Regions from separate parts of the Sus scrofa genome. Here region 2 is linked to region 1. A link is a contact called in public HiChIP or PLAC-seq data. All regions are on one chromosome and are shown on one strand. The core of a region is the stretch at or near the end of the contact, and the rest is flanking DNA. Distances in the headings are between cores, read along the strand shown. Region 1 holds the start of TADA3 (transcriptional adaptor 3). Region 2 holds the start of TATDN2 (putative deoxyribonuclease TATDN2).

Evidence for each region. HiChIP or PLAC-seq counts read pairs in DNA pulled down with a chosen protein or histone mark.
Region 2: a contact with region 1 is called in an H3K27ac HiChIP or PLAC-seq map of alveolar macrophages. The contact joins the promoter of TATDN2 here to the promoter of TADA3 in region 1. A contact is called at or near these places in 1 of 47 Hi-C or Micro-C datasets (heart right ventricle) and 1 of 2 datasets of contacts at active chromatin or transcription factors (alveolar macrophages).

The regions. Positions count from the first base shown.
Region 1 is chr13:66,076,348-66,083,727 of Sscrofa11.1, forward strand. It overlaps TADA3 (transcriptional adaptor 3), which reads right to left and starts at 3,625. Exons shown (of 10, transcript NM_001206536.1): 1 at 3,419-3,625; 2 at 3,239-3,296; 3 at 2,312-2,544. The coding sequence starts at 2,518. ARPC4 (actin related protein 2/3 complex subunit 4) reads left to right here. Exons shown (of 7, transcript NM_001206535.1): 2 at 4,090-4,154. The coding sequence starts at 4,152.
Region 2 is chr13:66,417,745-66,424,435 of Sscrofa11.1, forward strand. TATDN2 (putative deoxyribonuclease TATDN2) reads left to right here and starts at 3,728. Exons shown (of 9, transcript XM_003132363.6): 1 at 3,728-4,463; 2 at 4,595-4,835; 3 at 4,838-5,001. The coding sequence starts at 4,601.

The DNA of each region.
Region 1 (7,380 bases), core at 2,375-4,874:
AAGCCTTCTCTGCATCAGTTACACAGCTTCTTAGATGCTAAAACACAACTGATTATGCCACAGCCCACTCAAAAAGCTTCAATGGATTCCCAGGGACCACAATTTTTTTTTTTTTTTTTTTTTTTGCTTTTTAGGGCCACACCTTTGGCATATGAAGGGTCTCAAGTTAGGGGTCAAATCGAAGCTGCAGCTGCTGCCCTATACCACAGCCATAGCAATGCAGGATCTGAGCTGCATCTGCAACCTACACCACAGCTCATGGCAAAACCAGATCCTTAACCCACTGAGCGAGGCCAGGGATCAAACCTGCACCTCATGGTTACCAGTCAGATTCGTTTCTGCTGCACCATGATGGGAACTCCCACGAGTTAATTTCATTCTTTTTTTTTTTTTTTTTTTGCTTTTTAGGGCTGCACCTGAGGCACATGGGGGTTCCCAGGCTAGGGCTCCAATCAGAGCTACAGCTGCCAGCCGACGCCACAGCCACAGCAACACAGGATTCAAGCCGTGTCTGTGACCTACACCACAGCTCACGGCAACACCAGATCCCCAACCCACTGATGGAGGCCAGGGATTGAACCTGAAACCTCATGGTTCCTAGTCAGATTCATTTCCACTGCGTCACAATGGGAACTCCAATTTTATTCATCTTTTGAGGTCCAGTTAAAATGGCATCGTCTTTGTCTATGAGTCTCTGATACTCTGTACCTCCACTGTAGGACTAATCGTGTTGTTTGATCATAACTAGAACAAACAGAATACTTTGTGGAGTTCCTGTTGTGGCTCCGTGGGTGACAAACACGACTAGTATCCATGAGGATGCTGTTCGATCCCTGGACTTGCTCAGTGGGTTAGGGATCTGGTATTGCCGTGACATGTGGTGTAGGTTGCAAGTGTGGCTTGGATCTCGCGTTGCTGTAGTGTAGGCTGGTAGCTGCAGCTCTGATTCAACCCCTGGCCTGGGAACTTCCATATGCCATAGGCGTAGTCCTAACAAAACAAAACCCAACCAACCAACCAAACAACAACAAAAAAAACCCAAAACAAAAAACAAAAACAGAGTACTCTGTCTCTTCAACAAGATTATAAGCTGTTAGAGACACAGAGGTTCATTTTAAACATCTCTGTTCCCCCGCATCTGGCATAGCACCTGGCATACAGGGCTCAGAGAATGCTTATGCCATAAATAGAAATCATCAGAAGTATACCAATAAATAACATTTGACATGCTTACTTAGTATCAGGTGTTGTGCTGAGCCTTTGTGAAAAGTCTTCAAATCCTCACAAAAGCTCTGAGGGAGGTCCTATTATCCAGCCCACTTTGCAGATGGAGAACTGATCCTCAGAACTAGGAGGTAACTTGTGCAAAGTCACATAGCTGGCAAACAGCAACGCTGGCAAGTGCTTGGGCCAGGATGCAAATCCAGGCCTCCTCATTCCAGTTACCTCAGTACTCCTAACCACAACAGCACATCAGTTGGTACTTGTGTGCCCTCCTCCTCCCTTCATTCATTCTTTTTAGGGCCACACCTGTGGCATATAGAGGTTCCCAGGCTAGAGGTTGAATCAGAGCTGCAGCTGCTGGCTTATGACACAACTACGGCAATGCCAGAACCAGACTACGTTTGTGACCTACATTACAGCCCATGGCAATGTCAGATCCTTCACCCACTGAGCGAGGCCAGGGATTGAACCCAAATCTTCATGGATACTACATGGGTTCATTACCACTGAGCCTCAATGGTAACTCCCTCCTCCTCTCTTTAGTTGGCAAGCTCCCTCAAGGCCCAAATTGTCCTCACTACCTCTCTAATGATGAGCACAGGATCCAGAACATTGTGGGGAGTGGGGGTCAATAGATGCTTAGTGGATTAGAAATCCTGAAATTTATGAGGATCATGCACATTCCTACTTTGATTTTTTTTTTTTAGGGCCACACCTGTAGCATATGGAGGTTCCCATGCTAGGGGTCAAATCGGAGCTGTAGCCTCTGGCCTATGCCACAGCCATGCCAGATCTGAGCCTCGTCTGCAACCTACACCATAGCTCATGGCAACACCGGATCTTTAACCCACTGAGCGAGGTCAGGGATTGAACCTGCGTCCTCACAGATGCTAGTCAGCTTCGTTTCCACTTAGCCACGACAGAACTCCTCCTGCATACTTTACACGTCACATAAGCCCAGTTTGGGTTTCTCTTCCCCCCACTATGCTCCCATACCTCAGGCCTCAGCAGAGAGGGCTAGCTACCTCAGTGACCCATGCCACAACCTGTCACAGTCCATCCCTGGTGTCCCTCTGTGGGGTATCACCTGGGTTTCAGCCTCGAGCACCCGCAGGCGTCGGCTGGCAGAGGAAAGCAAGGTCTCAAGCTCCAGCTGCAGAGTGTCCAGCTCCTCAATACCGATGCCATCATCCTCAGAGCGGGCCAACACTGCTGTGTAGCGGGGACAGACTTTCAGGTGGTCCACAGACTTGAAGTCATGGAACTGCAAGGGGCAGTCCTTCAGCTCACTCATGGCCCAGGATAGGGGACCCTGTGGAGCTGGAGAGAACGGACCACTGATGGGGGGACAAGTGGCACAAGAAAAGACCAAGAGCTCCTTCTATTCAGACAGCCTCAAGAAGAAAGCCAGGCTTCAGTATCCTACTAAGGCTGAAGTCACAGTTCCTATTTGTAAAGCACCTACTGTGCACCAAGCTAGATGCAGACATTTTACTGGCTTCTCATTAAATTCCTCACATAACCCCGTGACTCATGGTGATCTCCATTTTACGGATGAGAAAACTGAGACTGTTAGAGTGGGTACATGTTCATGCTTATCAACACGCAATCTGAATTCAGGTAGTTTTAAGTCTGTGCCTCTAACCACAGTTATACTGTGCCTGTCCTTCTGATGCTCTTCCCTTCAGCTCCACTCTTCCAGAGTTCTGCTAAACTCCAGAATTCCAAGTATTCCATACTTACGTTAACGTTCTTTGTGCCTCCCAGCCTCTCCTAGTTTCACCCTCCCCACCTTTTCCCTATTTGCCCCAGATAGTAAGGAATGTGAACTGCTAAACTAGATACATCAGGATTCAAGCTCTGGCTTGACCAGCCTCTATTTATATAGCCCTGAACATGTTAATTATCTCTCGAGTCTCAGTTTTTCTATCCGTAAAATGGGACAAAAGACACCTGAGCTTGTTTCCCCATAAGAAGTTTGAATCTATAAAACGGGGATAGTAATAGTACCTACCTCCCTGGGATGATCTGAGGATTAAAAGATGATGCCCGTCAAGAGCCCAGTTCAGTGCCTGGCACAGAAAAAGTGGGACTGGTTAATGACTGGCCCCACCCATGGATAGCCCCAGTGTCCCGCCTTCTGGGTCCCAGACCTTTACCGCGGACACCCTACCGCGGCCCCCGCCCCCTCTACCTCCTCCTAGCCGCCTCCTACTGCCCCCGGGCCGCGGGTGGGGGCGGGGAGTTCCGGTCGGTGAGAGCTACCGCCCCGGAACTGACTAGGGGCTGGCCCCCAGCAGTGCACGCGGGGGCGGAAAGACGCGAGGACCAGCCCCTGGGTCTTTCGAGGGTGGGAGTTTGCCGGCAGCGAGTGAGCCCGCTGCTAGTGGGGTGGAGAGAATAAGCCTCGGGCGTACCCTCGGGAACAGCCCGGCGCCTGGGGGCGGGGCTCGGCGGCCGGGTTCTCCGCTTGGCAGTTAGTCCCGCTGAGCCCCGAGGGCTGCAGGTAGGAGGGGCCCGGAGAAAGGATGGGGGCACAGAACCGGAAGGATCGAAGAGCTCCCCCGGCTCGCCTTGTCCTAATATGGTGCCCAACCTGAGGCTGGGCTGCACCACTGCATGGCTGTGAGGGAAGATGGCAGCAAAGACGACAAGAAGGCCAAAGTCACAAGCGAGAGCCTCACCGATGACGGGAGAAGCTTGAGTAGTGATTTCAAACTTCAGGAATCTAAAACTACCACGGCAGTCCTAGCGGGAAAACTTCCGAAGTGCCAAGTGTTTTTAGCTTCTCCCTCCCCCGCTCGGGACATAGATGGTACAGTCCGGACGTCCGGGCGGAGACTGCGGCTGCGCTTCTCGCGAAAGGGCAGGCGTCGCGGGGCTGGCCACTTCCGTACTTCCGCTTTCCGGCCCAGCCAGCGCCCGCGATGGTGAGAGAGAGCCGGGACCCGGGCCAGGGACCCCCACTGTTCTGTCCTCAGGCTCTGGGTTTGGGGGAGATGCGGCTTTGCAGCGGAGAGGCGCTGAGCCGTGGGGTGCTGGGGGTGCGGGGGCACCATGAGGTTGGGAGGAGGGAGGGGCGGGGGCCGAAGTGAGAAAGGAGCGAGCGGGGGACGCCCTCCTAAGAAGCAGGCCTTTCGGCTTCATAGTCTGGGTTTTGAAGCAGGTGGGAGATACTGAATCAGAGAGGAAGCTGGGAGTGGGTGCTCCTAGGTATGGTAGCACGTCGGAGGCACGTAGTAGGCCCCGTAGCCCTTAGTAGGGCCGCTGAGGCTTGTAATAGGGCCACCTCCCCAACCAGTGCAGACCTTCACTAAATATGCACCCCCCTCTTGCCCTCTTGACCCCATGGTTCTCTGAGGGAGAGCGTTCTCTGTGGAACTTCCTTATCCCAGTCTTCATGTTGCCCCAGCTGTGCTTCTACCTCCCAGACCGCTTCCTGGTCGGAACTCAACCGTATCAGTCTTACTATAGAATGTAAGCTCTGATACTGCTGATTCCTTCCTCCTTGGAAATCCTCTCATTTGATAACTGGCTGTTCATAGCAATTTAGACTCACTAGCTTCCTCTTTACACTCTCCCTGGTGGTGCTACCTATTTAACATACAGGTCTTCATGACCGTCTGCATTCTGGTAACTCCTAAATCTGCTGGTCTAGCCCTCTTTCATGGTTCACCTGGAAGTGTTGAAGACACCTTGAAATTAGACTTCCAGGCCGTAACTCCTCTTTCCCTAAACTTGCTTGTCCTCTTGTGTTTGTCTTCTGGCTTTGTGTTTTCATAACCTCAGTTAGAAACCTGGGATATTCTAATTGAAGCCATGCCTTTTGCTTTTCTTAAACATCAGATTTGTTGAGGTATTACACCAGAATGCGTCATCGTGAAAGGGCAGGTGTCATAGGGCTGGCTACATAAAATTTATCCTTTTTAGGTTTGCCTTCTATGAATTTTTTTTTTTTTTTTTTCTTTTTAGGGCCACATCCACTGCATATGGAGGTTCCCAGGCTAGGGGTTGACTTGGAGCTGTAGCTGCCAGCCTGTGCCACAGCCACAGCCATGCTTGATCCAAGCCACATCTGTAACCTACACCACAGCTTATGGCACTGCCGGATCCTTAACCCACTGATTGAGGCCAAGGGTTGAACCTGTGTCCTCGTGGATGCTAGTCAGGTTAGTTAACCTTGGAGCCACGACCCAGAACTCCTGCCCTCAATGAATTTTGACAGATAAAGTCTTGCTTGTCCTCCATTGCCCCAGGCCAAGCTGTCATCAGCCTCCTCGAATAACCCTCTCTGCATTCTTTCTCACTTCCCTCTCCAATCCATTCTCCACAAAGTCACTGTAGGATATATAGCAGTAGTTGTAGTTGTGTAACTTCCTTTTCAGAAAGCCCCTAGCAGTTCCTTACCACCTTAAGAGAAGAGCTAAACTCAGAAGCCTGGCATTTGAGATTGCCCATGAATCTCTAGGCTACCATTGCAGCCCTATCCATTGAATCTAAAATGCATCCAGGAGTTCCCGTCGTGGCACAGTGGTTAAGGAGTCCGACTAGGAACCATGAGGTTGCAGGTTCAGTCCCTGCCCTTGCTCAGTGGGTTAACGATCCAGCGTTGCCTTGAGCTGTGGTGTGGTGCAGACGCGGCTCGGACCCCACGTAGCTGTGGCTCTGGTGTAGGCTGGTGGCTACGGCTCCAATTCAACCCCTAGCCTGGGAACCTCCATATGCCTCGGGAGTGGCCCAAGAAATAGCAGAAAGACAAATAAAATAAAATAAAATAAAATGCATCCAGGAGAGTTCCTGTCGTGGCGCAGTGGTTAACGAATCCAACTAGGAACCATGAGCTTACGGGTTCGATCCTTGGCCTTGCTCAGTGGGTTAAGGATCCAGCGTTGCCATGAGCTGTGGTGTAGGTTGCAGATGCAGCTCGGGCGTAGGCCAATGGCTACAGCTCCGATTCGACCCCAGCCTGGAAACCTCCATATGCTGCAGGAAGTGGCCCAAAGAAATAGCAAAAAAGGCAAAAAAATTAAAAAATTAAAAAAATAAAATGCATCCAGGAAATTCCCATTGTGGCCTGGTGGTAATGAACCTGACTAGTATCCATGAGGACGTGGGATTGATCCCTGGCCTTGCTCAGTGGTTTAAGGATCCAGCATTGCCATGAGCCATGGTGTAGGTTACAGAATGAGCTCGGATCCCATGTTGCTGTGGCTGTGGTGTAGGCCAGAGACTGTAGCTCCAACTTGACCCCTAGCCTGGGAACTTCTATATGCTGTGGGTATGACCATAAAAAACAAAATTAGATAAATAAAAAGTGCTTCCCGTACACAGCAATGTTACTCATTACTACTTCTAGAACTCTTAATGCCCTTTTTTGGTAATTCTAATCTTGCTTAATTTATTTCTCTCATTCATCCTTCGTTGCACAAAAACTAAGTAAAACACTGTGTATGTTAGTTACTAACTGAGCTAAGTGCAGGGTATGTAGATTTGAATAACCATGGTCTGTTTATTGTTAAGTTTACAGTCTAGTGAAGGAGCAATTACTGTAATAAAGAAAGAGGAATGGTGTATTATTCTAAGTTATAATAAATGCTGTTAAGAGGGAAGTCAAGTAGTTCCCGTCGTGGCTCAGTGGAAATGAATCTGACTAGTATCTATGAAGATGCAGGCCTTGCTCAGTGGGTTAAGGATCTGGCATTGACATCAGCTGTGGTGTAGGTCGCAGACATGGCTCAGATGCAGCACTGCTGTGGCTGTGGTGTAGGCCAGTGACTATAGCCTGGGAATCTCCATATACTGTGGCTGTGGCCCCAAAAAGACCAAAAAAAAAAAGAGGGAAGTCAAGAAAGTCTTGGAGGAAGCAAGAAGCCTTCTCTGAATAAGCCAAGATCTAAAGATGATTTAGGAAAGAAGGGGGAGAAAAACCTGCAAATATATAGTTTAGCATGTTCGAAGGGCTAGGGTGAGAAAGAAGTTGGCTAATACAAAGAACTGAAGATAGGCCCGTGAAGCTAGACACTCTATCCTCTACTGGAAATGTCCTTTTTCTCAATGTAAAATCCTCTTAATCTGTTTCTCTCTCTCTCTCTCTCTCTCTCTCTCTGATCCAGTTGAGCTGTTTAAGGGTAGAGATGATCCCAGCTCGGTACCTGG
Region 2 (6,691 bases), core at 2,478-4,977, 340 kb after region 1:
CTACATATGAACGCCATGATGTCTTTCCATGAATCCCCAGAGGGAAGGCCTGACTTTAAAAATATTAATAGATGCACGTGACAAAAAACCCAAAGGGCACAAAAGATTACATGGGGGATTCCCCACTGGGATCATAGCCCATCATTTCTTCTCCCCAGAGGCAACCACTGTTACTAGTTTGGGGTATTCTTCCAGAGATGACAAAGACATTTTTCAGAAAGCCTTTTTTGCTCAACTTCGTTAGTCAATATGAAGCAGAAGATAGGTGGGCTCCGGGCCAGACATTTACAACCAGCCTTCTGTTTATACTTCGAGATAGAAATAACAACAGGAAAAAAGTAAGTAACTGGACTTTGTCTCCTGTGGACACTTCTTTTTTTAATGGCTGCACCCACAGCATATGGAAGTTCCCAGGCCAGGGCTTGAATCCAGGCCATATCTGCAAACTATGCTACAGCCGCAGCAACACCGATCCTTTAACCCACTGTGCTGGGCTGGGAATTCAACCCTCACCTCTGCAGAGACCTGAGCCACTGCAGTTGGATTCTTAACCTCACACACCACAGCAGGAACTCCTGTGGACACTTTTAAATAACATAGTGGCAGGGGCAGAGGGACGAAGTTGGGGGCTAAGATCTTGACTACACATTCACAGAAAGACTCCTCAGGGTCAAAAAGGAGCGGCTCCACCCTGTAATAGGAGGTGTCAGTAGTCCATTGAACCCCCACGCTGGAATCCATCTTGGCTAAAAGAAGCACATGTACATTGGGGAGGGGCGTGGGTTCATCAGGTGTGGGAAATAAAACAAGATAATTGGCCAAAGACCCAGAAAGTCTGCCCCTACACAAGTGATTTAAATCACCCCTCTGGGGAGTTCCCATTGTGGCTCAGCAGTAATGAAAATGACTAGTATCCATGAAGACACAGGTTCAATCCTTGGCCTCACTCACCTGGGCTTGCTCAGTGGGTTAAGGATCCAGCATTGCCGTGAGCTGTGGTGTAGGTCACAGACGCCGCTCAGATCTGGTGTTGCTGTGGCTGTTGTGTAGGATGGCAGCTGAAGCTTTGATTCAACCCCTAGTCTGCAAACCTCCATATCTGGGGGTGTGGCCCTAAAAAGTGGAAAAAAATCACCCCTTTGGCAGCTCCCCACTTGCAGGGACATCCACAATCCTCTCTGAGTGTGCTGCTTTATTTCCAAACTGCTTCCCTGTGTATTGTCCCAGAAGTGCTCTGTTTGCCTCTTTGAAACATTCTTGCTTGAAAGGGACAAGAATCAAGATAGCTCTACTGGAGTTCCCATTGTGGTACAGTGGAAGCAAATCCAACTAGGAACCATGAGGTTGCCGGTTCATCCCTAGCCCTGTTCAGTGGGTTGAGGATCCAGCGTTGCCATGAGCTGTTGTGTAGGTTACAGACGTGGCTCAGATCTGTCGTTGCTGTGGCTCTGGCATAGGCAGGCGGCTACAGCTCTGATTCAACCCCTAGTCTGGGAACCACCGTATGCCACAGGTGCGGCCCTAAAAAGACAAAGGCCAAAAAAAAAAAAAAAAAGAAAAAAAAAGGTAGCTCTATTTCTAGCCTCTAGCTCCTGGTTGCCTAGTGGCTGGGATTCCTGGTTTTCACCCATGCCACCCAGGTTCAGTTCTTAAGCAGGAAATGAAAATCTCGCTTCGAGCCATTACTCACTGCTGACTATCTGAGTTCAATTAGGGAAATGAAAATCAAAACCACAATGAAATAAGCACTCACACTTGCTTGGATGGCTGGGTGAAAAAGGCAGACAAGTGTCAGGAAGATATGGAGAAATTAGGGCCCTCACACATTGCTGGTGGGATTGTAAAATGGCCAGCCACTCTGGAAAGCAGTTGGAAGTTCCTCAAAAGGTTAAACATAGTTTCCATATGACCTAGCAATTCCACTCAGATATCAATCTAAGAGAAATGAAAACATGTTCATATAAAAACGTGCACACCAGTGTTCATAGCAGCAATATTCCTAATAGCCATGGGTAGATAAAACCCAAATGTCCTTCAATAGATGAACAGAATGAGCTACATCCATACAATGGAATATTTTTCAGCCATAAAAAATGAAGTACTTGGAGTTCCCACTGTGGTTCAGCAGAAACAAATCTGACTAGCATTCATGAGGATGCAGGTTTGATCCCTGGCCTCTATCAGTGGGTTAAGGATCTGGCATTGCTGTTAATTGTGGTGTAGGTTGCAGACATGGCTCTCATCTGGTGAGGCTGTGGTGGCTGTGGTAGGCCAGTGGCTACGGCTCCAACTGGACCCCTAGCCTGGGAACCTCCATATGCCATGGGGGTGGCCCTAAAAAGACAAAAAAAAGGACTGATGCATACTACATGGGTGAATCTTGAAAAGATAATGCTAAGAAGCCAATTATATATAATTCCATTTTTATGAAATGTCTAGAACAGTCAAAGCCATGGAGATAAACCAAGTGTGTGTGTGTACTTGGGGGTGGGTGTGAGTTGCTTTCTGGAGGGGAGTGGTAATGAAAACAAGATTTTAGGGTAACGAAATGTTCTAAAATTAGATTACAGTACTGGTTGGACAACTCTGATTACATAAAATTACCCATAGAATTATATATCAGTGAACTTCATGCTATGTAAATTGCATCTCAGTAAAGCTGTTAGAAATACAAATACACAGTGGTTACTCTGACATATTTAATAATTTTTTTATCTTAAGGCTCCGCTTCTCTCTCATTTATTATATATATATTTTTTTTCTTTTTTTCTACAGATATTTTCACTCATGCTCTGGATCCTGTGTTTTTTCACATCTTCTTCAACAGTACTTTTGGATTACTTCATTCTTTTTGCCGGGTATTCTTTTGTATGGGTATTCTGTAATTTATGTGACTAGCCTCACTCACCGGATACTGTTTTCATTCTTGCTACTACAGGGCCGCCTTCCAAAATGTTACACCAATTTACCGTCAATTGGTGATATATGGGGGCACTTTGCCCCACATCCTTAGCTACAAATGATATTCTCATGCTTTTTGATCATTGCTAATCTAATGAGTGAAAACAATTTTATTTGCACTTTTTAAATGAGCCATTTTTTCATGTTAGCCTTGGTGATTTGTTTCTGTTCATCGGGTCATTTCCTTCGCCCACTAAATTATCTTCTTGCCAGAGTTTTAGCGTAGTTTAGGACATCAGTCCTTTGTCATGTGTTGCCAATATTTTTCCAAGTTTGTATGTTGTCTTTTAACTTTGTCTTTTTTTTTTTTTTTTTTGCGAGGGGTAGCTTTCTCCCTCTCTCTCGGCTTCTAATTTCTAATTCCAATTCTTTCATTTTCCGGGTTTGTCACTTGGTCTCTGAGCCAGTTTCCTCCTGTGTAAATGGGCTGATGAGGTTGGTGTCGGTTCACGAGCGCATCCAGATCAGAATGCGTCCGGCTAAGCGGAGGGAAAGCGTTGAGCAGCAGAGAGCCGCAATCTGAGAACCCGGGATCGCCAACGCCCCCTACCTCCATCGCTGGCAGACCTGAGACACTGCGGCCCAGCCTCAGCTTCGCGCTCTTACAGCACACGTGAGTGGCCCTGCCGGGTCTAGCGTCCAACCAATGAATGAGCTTCGTAAGGCGTAGGGCCCCGCCTCCCAGCCTCCTGACCAGCAGGCAAGCTCCGTCTTGCTTGGAGTCCCGCCTCTTTCCATTTGAGCAATGGGCGTTCTTCGTTCAGCGCAAGACCCGCCCCCGTCGCACGCCGGAGCTGCGAGCCGTAGGGCTCGTTCCGGGAGGCGGACGCAGCGAAGGCTAGTGTGGTCCGAGCTCCGGAGAAGCAAGGCCAGCCCCGCGGGGCTAAGGCTGTCAGCGAGCAGGCGGCCGGTGCGAAACCTCAGGGCCGTGGGGGGGGGGTGCGGGGTCGACGTCTGGGCCGCTGCAGCAGGGACCAAAGGCGGGGCGGGGCGGGCCCAGGGGCGCCCTAAGCAGGCGGACTGGTACGCCGCCGGCTTCTGAAGGGCGGCTCAACCCCTTGCGGCCCGGGGCTGGTCGGCGGGGCCGCGGGGGCAGGGCGGACTGCACGCCGGGTCCCGCCCTGCTCTGCGGCCCGTGCTCGGCGTTCCGGGCCTCCGGGCCGCGCGCCCGACTAGGGACTGCGGGTCTGGCCTCCAGGTGTGGATCTAACAGCTCCCTGTGGCCTTTCGGAGAGCTCTGACACCTTTGAAAGGCTTTGTATCGCCAGCTCCATCGTAGTCCCGGAAACGCTTTGACATCTGCAAAGTAGCTCTGTGCAAACTGAAGCGCTTGGTAATCGCGGAAGCACGTTGTGGGCTTGGAAACCGAATCGAACGAAGCCTTTGGTAAATCCTGGGATCATTTGGAATTCTCTGAAGCGCTTTGGAATCGCACACATTCGAAGCGCTTTGGCATCTCTGAAGCCTTGAACTGTGATGGGCAGTGGAAAGAAGGGGGAAAGGTCAGTGAGGCCAGACCCTGGCTCTGACAAATTGGCTTGCCCTACCCCAGGGGATCCTGGGATGGCGGGAGTCTGAGGAGCGGCTGCCAGCAGGCCTGGTGGTGGACTCCAGCCCCCTCTTTACCTTGCAGGTGCCCATGGCGTCGGAGCGGCGCAAGGTCAAGTACCACTGGAGCAGCACTTCGGAGCGGAGTTCCCGCAAGCGCAGCTGCCTCCGGGAGCCCAGTGATGTGGCCCCCTCCAGCCGGCCAACTCACAGCTCTGCAGCGCGTTCTGGAGGGGCCAGCAGCCCCAAGCGCCTGAAAGCCCAGAAGGAGGAAGATGTGGCCTGCTCGCCGAGGTTGTCCTGGGGCTCATCCCGCCGCAGAAGTTCCTCTCTTCTTCCTCCTCCCATTCCTCTGGCCCAGGTGTGGGTGGGGCCGCCTCCAAGGGAGGCCTGATTCGGAGCTCACAGGGGTTCCTTTCGTCAGGGGACTCCCCTGGCAAACCCTCTCTAGAAGAAATGGCTTCTCTAGAGGAGGAAACCTGCAGCCTTAAGGTAAGTGGCCTCAACGCCTAGCAAACGTTGAAGCTCTTTCCGCTTGGCTTGATATGTCGGGGGTGGGACTTTTTTTTGTTTGTTTGTTTTTGTTTTTGGTGAAAGGATACCAAAAAAAGATCTTGTCTCTTACGGTCTTGGGGTCTTCCCAGAGGTTGAAGCGCAGACTGCAAGACCAGGGGATGGCCTAAATACCGTGAAGAGATGGTTTGCAAACTTGGCAGCACTTTGGTACTATAAAATTCTTGTGCCTTTCTACCCTTGATCCAATTATGTTGATGTGGGCGGAGCTTCCAGGTATGTAACTATTCCTCAGGTGCCTGTAACCGTCAGTCAGCATGGAGACTCGCTGCGCTAGGAGGTGGATGGTGCGCTCCGGAGACACAGATGTATGTATTTTGGTTGTCAATTTAAGGAATTTTGCCCTTGTACTTTGAAACACAGAACCGAGAAAGAGTTTGGTTCTTCGTGTGGCTTTTAACTGATGTTATGGTTTTCAGAACCTTGGAATTTTGCATGGTGGGGCAGGGTTTGTTTTGGAGGCTAAACATTTGGTTCCCTAGCGGGAACACACAGGAGGATTTCAACATACTTGGGAGCAGAGTGAGGAGTGCCTCACGGAGGAGGTGCATTTCATTTACTCAATTTATGTTAACTTTTTTTTTTTAAGGATTAAATTTTCTCTGTGCATGTGTGTGTGTAAACTTTTTAAAAAGATTAATTTTCTTTGTGTTCGTGCATGTGCGTGTGTGTATGTGTATGCATACAGGTATGTATAACTGGACCGTAAGTTTGGAAAGGTTGTCTCCTGCAGTCTGCAGTTTCCTGGTTAGAGGAGAGGAGTCTTAGCTTATGTTGCGACCCAAGCTGTGTGAGCATCACCCGCCCCTTCAATCAGGTTTTGAATAAATGGTTATCGAGGGCCTGGTTTGTGCCAGGCAGTGTTTCTAGTTGCCTTCAAGGTTTTGGAGGTTGGGGCCTTGAGAGATGAGGGAGAAGTTCTGTACTTTGGGGAACAAAGGAAGGCTGGCTTGGGTGAAATGGGCTTCCCCTAGATAAAGTTGTTATAAAAAAAAAAAAAAATTGAGAGTTCCCATTGCAGTGCAGTGGGATCAGTGGCATCTTTGCAGCGCCCTGACATAGGTTCTTCAGAGGGCACAGTGGTTAAAGAATCCCGTGTTACTGCAGCTGTGTGTAGCTCCCAATGGTGGCTCGGATCTGATCCCATCCCTGGCCTAGGAACTCAATATGCTGTGGGGTGGCCAAAGAAAAAAACCAAAATTGGTCCTAAGGAAAGTGGTTTGTCCTTAACCCGTTGCTCAGTGGTTTCTTCTATGGAACTGAGAAGTGAGGCTGTATTTAGCCATGTATCCTCACTCAAGACTATCTTTGCTGAAGTGTTCTGGGTGTTTTCCACATGGACCTCATAGTCAGAACACTTGTATGGGCTCATGGATGATTTTTTTTAAATGGTGAGCTGAGAATCTTGGTCTCTGACTTAATACCAAATAAGACTAAAATGTGAGTCTGGTTACATGTGAGGCTAATTTTGTCATTAATCCTCCAAACAGTTTCAGTGGATTGGGTACAGCTGTACTATGATCAGGTGCTCAAACTGAACTTCAGTAACACGATCAGGGGGCCTGTGGACTAATCTTGATTTTCTTTCAGATGCTTCATCCCGCCCCTT